Regions from separate parts of the Zea mays genome. Here region 2 is linked to region 1. The links are chromatin contacts, called in public Hi-C maps. All regions are on one chromosome and are shown on one strand. The core of a region is the stretch at or near the end of the contact, and the rest is flanking DNA. Distances in the headings are between cores, read along the strand shown. Region 1 holds the start of LOC100283787. Region 2 holds the start of LOC100285208 (lipopolysaccharide-modifying protein).

Region 1 (2,740 bases), core at 76-2,575:
ATCATGCGGCCAATGCAAAGTAATAACTATATATCCTAGCTATGCTAGCTACCTCACCTTGTTGTCCTGGTTGCAGTCGAGCTTCAGGAACACAACATCCAGGTTCTTCTCAGACATCTCCTGGAATTTCGGAGCCATCACTTTGCAAGGCCCGCACCTGCAAATATTGTTAATGAACACACTGCTGTCTCAGATTCTACGTACACAATCATCTAGCTAGTGAGGTGAGATCTATTGTCATTAGAGATCATCACCATAAATTTCTGTTTTTGTTTTTTGGATCAAGGCATGAGAAGCAAACAACTAATAGGTCTGTGCTTGGTTCACCAAACCGATGGTTCATATCTACATAAATTTTATCAACCACACAACATAGAAAATCTTAATTAGTCATGACAATGCATGGTGAAGGTTAATTAATAACAGTGAACCCTTCACGCCTCCATCTATTTTCTGACTGGTATTTTATTACTATACATATTTAGCACTACAATAATAACATGTCCTTTAAAATAAAAAATAAATTTAAATGACTATTTTTTCAATCGAACCATACCATTTCAAGCACCTCTATCGATCACCGAGTCGACATTTGATCTAAACAAATCAAAGTTTTGTGATGTGAGTTCCGTCAGGTCGTCTAATAAGATTGGTTTCTTGGTGTTGTCCTGTTCCACGAAACGTCTCACCGCCATAGGTAAAGATAGAGTAATTAAGCCATATCCTTATCCTAATAATAGAGTAAAAAACACCTGGATTTTAGATTTGTGTCATACCATATCTATTTGTGTGTCTTGATTAGTAGTAAGTAAACTAAAATTCGTTAAAGACCGAATGGAAGAAGAAGAAGAAGATATATATATTGTAGTGTACGCACCATTCGGTGTACATGTCGAGGACGACGACCTTGTCGCCGGCGGCCTCGACGATGGGCCAGAAGGTGTCCTTGTTGACCTCCGTGACCTGCCCGGTGACGGCCTCACATCCCAGACCCACCGTGCTCGTCTCGATCCCGCTGGACCTCACCGGCGCGACTCCCCTCGTCTCGGAGGCCGTCGCCAGCAGCAGGCTCCTCTTCTGGGCCGCGGCCGTCGCCAAGACGGCCGGCCGGCACGTCGTCGTGGAGATTGGCGCCGGCGTGGAGGCCAGCCCGTGGGACGATGAGATTGGTAGGCGCAGGGCCATTGGTCTGGTCTGGTCTGGTATGGTCTGGTCTGGTGGATGGAGGTAGCTGACTAGCTGAGGGTACGGTACTACGGTAGCGGCGGCACTGGCAGGCTGGCGATGATGGAGGGGCAGAGCAAGCAAAGGTGGTGGGCTGTGGCTGTGATTGCTCGCCAGGATTCTCCAAGATAAGCCGCGTGGCGCCAATCACAAACGCGCCATCGTTGCCTGCTAATTTTTGGTTGGGCCGCGGATGACAGGCCCAGAACAAGCCCAAGCTCAGGCACATTTCCCTCTGCTTACGGCGGAACCTAACTTGCAAGCAAGCCGAGGACTTTATAAATCGAGGGACAATAGATTTATGTTTGGTTGGGATTCATGCATGGACTTACTAGGTTATACTGGTTCAGGCTTTCGCCCTAGTCCAGTGTAGTGTTATCAAAATATTGCTTTGAGACGTGTTACAACACGTGTGCTTGTGTGTACAAAGGGAGAGGGACTCCCTTTTATAGTTCAATGGACAGTCTTTACATGAGAGAGTTCTTCAGCTAATGTCTTGTGATGTAGTACGTGGTGGGCCCCTTGGGTCACTCTCAGCCTCTCAGGGCATGCCTCCGTGCGGCATGGTTTCTTCTGATGGTCATGTGATGTCTGTCTCGTCCATCCGACGTGCGAGTCTCTATAGCTTACTCTACGCCTACGGTGCCCGTACCTGATGGGTCCTGCAGAACGTGCTCTTGGTAAGGTTGAGGTTCGTGTTCAGAACAGATTTATCTTCCATCATTGCCATTGTGTCACTGTCCAGCATGCGCGAGTATGCACTAGACATGTTGTCCTGTCCGTATTGTACGTGAGTCGTTACCGTGGAGACTATGTTGTCGTGGCCCCCTTGGTACTGTACGCGTGGCACAAACATGGTTTGGTGATGATGTGTCCTGCTACGGCCGTCGTGGACCAATAACGTCGGCTTGGGTTCCTTCCTTGCGAGTTCGTTTGGCGTGATCTTGGTTGTATGCCACGCCTCGCAGTCTTGCTCAGCGGAGACTTGGTCGTTCACCCCACATCACAGACTTGCTCGGTGGAGACTTTATCGTTCGCCCCGCCTCGCAGTCTTGCTCAGCGGAGACTTGGTCGTTCACCCCGCATCACAGACTTGCTTGGCGGAGACTGCCTCGCAGACTTGCTCATCGAGGATTTGGTTGTACGCCCCGCCTCGCTGTCGTGCTCGGTGAACAGGCTAGAAAGAAGTTTATGGGCCTCGCCATGGGTACCCTATTCCTGGGTACCCGACACGAACCAATCTACTTTATTTACCTTTCTTGCCCTAGGAGTAGATGTAATGTAGCTTTAGTTGTAGCTTTCCACATATCCACACCCACCCCTATTCGACTCTACGTCATCTAGATCCGTCTTGGATGGTCTGCTGACCCTAAGACGACCCTAGGATCTTACCTCTCCTGATGAGCAAGATTTACTTCGTCTACTTCACTCAAGATCTCTTCCTCAAATTGATTACTTAATTTCTAGGTGAGTCTACATCGTCTGGGGACGCCCTGGGTGACCTGCCGACTAGAAG
Region 2 (2,740 bases), core at 129-2,628, 470 kb after region 1:
GTAGGTTTTGGTTGTCAATTAAGAAGACAAAACATAAGTTAATTATAAAAATAGTTTGTATAAATCATGGTTAATTTTTAGACGAATCTATTAATCTTAATTAGTCTATGTGTTGCTACAGTAAATATGTGCTAGTTGTAGATTAATTATGCTAAGTAGATTTGTCTCGTGTATTTGTTGGGGCTTATACAATTAATTTCGTAATTAGCTTATATTTAGGTCTTGTTTGAGATAGCTTTAGATCATTAGGTTGCTCTAGAAAATTATAAAGTTGGAGCTGTAAGTCTTTAGAAGACAAGTCATTTTATTTATTATTTATATTAAAAAATATTTTTAGAACTATTTAAATTGATATTATAAACTATAGCTCCACAATAGAGTTGGAACCTAGAGTCATCTCAAACACCACATTAATCCTTATAATTGACATATAAAGTCTGAACTAAACTACGGTCCAAGGTACCCAAAAAAGACACCTTTGAGTGGAGTAGCTTCTAAGCGATGATATGACTGGACCAGCATGTCAACTCTACATGGACCACCATTCCATTTGTGCATGTCCAGCTCATTCCGTGTGGCGCTGGGCAGCCACTCTGTCACATGCCCACACATCTCACTCTCATGGAGCTAGCCAAAAAAGGCCTGCATTTGGGTCCACAGGATGCGGCTAGTAAAGAGAGTTTTATCCATATTATTCATTTAATCTGATGAGCACTTTGCTTTGCAAATGGCTGACAAGTTTATGCTGAGGAAAATATGGTGGACGAATAAATACCAATGCTCACAAATAAATGCACGTAGTTTCAGCATCTCTGTTGTCCCCCTCTTGAGAGAGGGAAAAAAGTATTCTTCCCTCCCAAGGACTAGTATCCAATCAAAAGAATCAATACCTTCTCATTTCTTTATATATAAAAAAATATATCACATCTTCTTTTCATCACAAAAAGATAGAATTGGTGATAGTTGTGTCTAGTTCTTAAAAAAATAATATTCCCTCTATCCTAAAATATAGTTTTTTCTTGCCTATTTTTTCCATTCACAATCGTTTAAATGATAATAAATATAAACGTACATGTAAACTACATTCATATATTATTTAATAAATATATTATTAGTCTAAGACGAATTCTATTTTGGGATAGAGGGAGTAATGTTTATAATATTCTTCTCGAAGTATATATACCAAATCTTGTGTTGAAAATATTGACACCCTTCTATCAAACTTTAAAAGATAAGAATAGAGCAGAAGTAGAATTGTTTCTTCTTTTTTCAGACGGGAGTAGAATCCTGCGGATCAGATAGATCATAGGAATAGCTAGCTAGTAAACAAATAAAAAGTAGACAGAGCTCTGCGGACACCAATATTCAGGAACAAACGAATAGTACGTGAGATTGCACGGTAATTAACTCATCCTCGTCCTCCGCTAGTCCGCCGGGTGAGTGCTCGGCGTCCATGGGCCATGGCCATGCAGGTCAGCATGCACGCAGACGGTTGCCGGTTGTCAGATCCGAATATTGAGGACACGTACTACTTTTGAAAGTGCACGGATTTATTCTTTTGGTTGGTTTGATACATTCGTGCGCGTGTTTTACTTTTAGTGCGGCCCCTGTGCAGTGGTCCATATTCTGGGCGGCGATCCGCAGGCGGGCTACACACACATACATGGCGGCGGAGGGCGCCGGAGGCCGGGGACGAGCCATGCGGTACCCGCCTCTGTCGGCGCTCGTGGTCTCCGCCATCGCGGCCTTCTCGGCCGTGATCGTCCTCGCCGTCGTCCACTCGGTACAGGATTTAAGCGGTTGACCGCGTGCTTGTTGCGGTTTGTTTGATTTTGTTTCGTCGGCGCAGGCGTACGACGACGCCATGTCGCGGACGCGGACGCTGCTGGGCCACAACCTGGAGCCGACGCCGTGGCACCCGTTCCCGCACGACAAGGGCCGGCCGCCGGCGCGCGCGGCGCTGCGGTGCGCGCCCTCCATCGCCTGCCTGCCGCCGCTATCGTCGTCGTCGTCGTCGCCGCAGCCGCAAGGTAACAAGAAGAAGAAGCAAAAGCAGTGCCCTGCCTACTTCGCTGCCATCCACCGGGACCTGGCTCCGTGGCGCGGGCAGGGCCGGGGCGTGACGCGCGCGCTCCTGGACGAGGCGCGGCGGCGCGCGTCCATGCGCGTCACCATCACGGGCGGCGGGCGGCGGCTGCACGTGGACCTCTACTACGCCTGCGTGCAGAGCCGCGCCCTGTTCACGGTGTGGAGCCTGCTGCAGCTGATGCGGCGGTACCCCGGGCGCGTGCCCGACGTGGACCTCATGTTCGACTGCATGGACCGCCCCGCCATCAACCGGACCGAGCACGGGGACGGCGCTCTGCCGCCGCCGCCGCTCTTCCGCTACTGCACCACCAGGGACCACTTCGACATCCCCTTCCCTGACTGGTCCTTCTGGGGCTGGCCGGAGACGAACATCGAGCCATGGAACCACGAGTTCAAGAACATCAGGGCGGGCGCCAGGGCAACGAGATGGGCGGACAGGGTGCCGACGGCGTACTGGAAGGGCAACCCGGACGTGGCGTCGCCGCTGCGGGAGGCGCTGCTGGGCTGCAACGACACGGCCCTGTGGCGCGCCGAGATCATGCGCCAGAACTGGGACGACGAGGCCAGGTCCGGCTACCAGCACTCGAGGCTCTCGGCGCAGTGCACGCACCGCTACAAGATCTACGCCGAGGGCTTCGCGTGGTCGGTCAGC

What was found. A called contact is a pair of places that touch in the nucleus more often than the background predicts.
Region 2: a Hi-C map of leaf shows a contact between it and region 1, with 2.9 times the contacts expected there. The contact joins the promoter of LOC100285208 here to the promoter of LOC100283787 in region 1. A contact is called at or near these places in 9 of 25 Hi-C or Micro-C datasets (bundle sheath, ear, endosperm and 2 more).

Annotation. Positions count from the first base shown.
Region 1 is chr10:91,827,600-91,830,339 of Zm-B73-REFERENCE-NAM-5.0, forward strand. It overlaps LOC100283787, which reads right to left and starts at 1,326. Exons shown (of 3, transcript NM_001156686.1): 1 at 878-1,326; 2 at 58-157. The coding sequence starts at 1,185.
Region 2 is chr10:92,299,975-92,302,714 of Zm-B73-REFERENCE-NAM-5.0, forward strand. It overlaps LOC100285208 (lipopolysaccharide-modifying protein), which reads left to right and starts at 1,379. Exons shown (of 3, transcript NM_001358231.1): 1 at 1,379-1,472; 2 at 1,616-1,783; 3 at 1,850-2,740. The coding sequence starts at 1,461.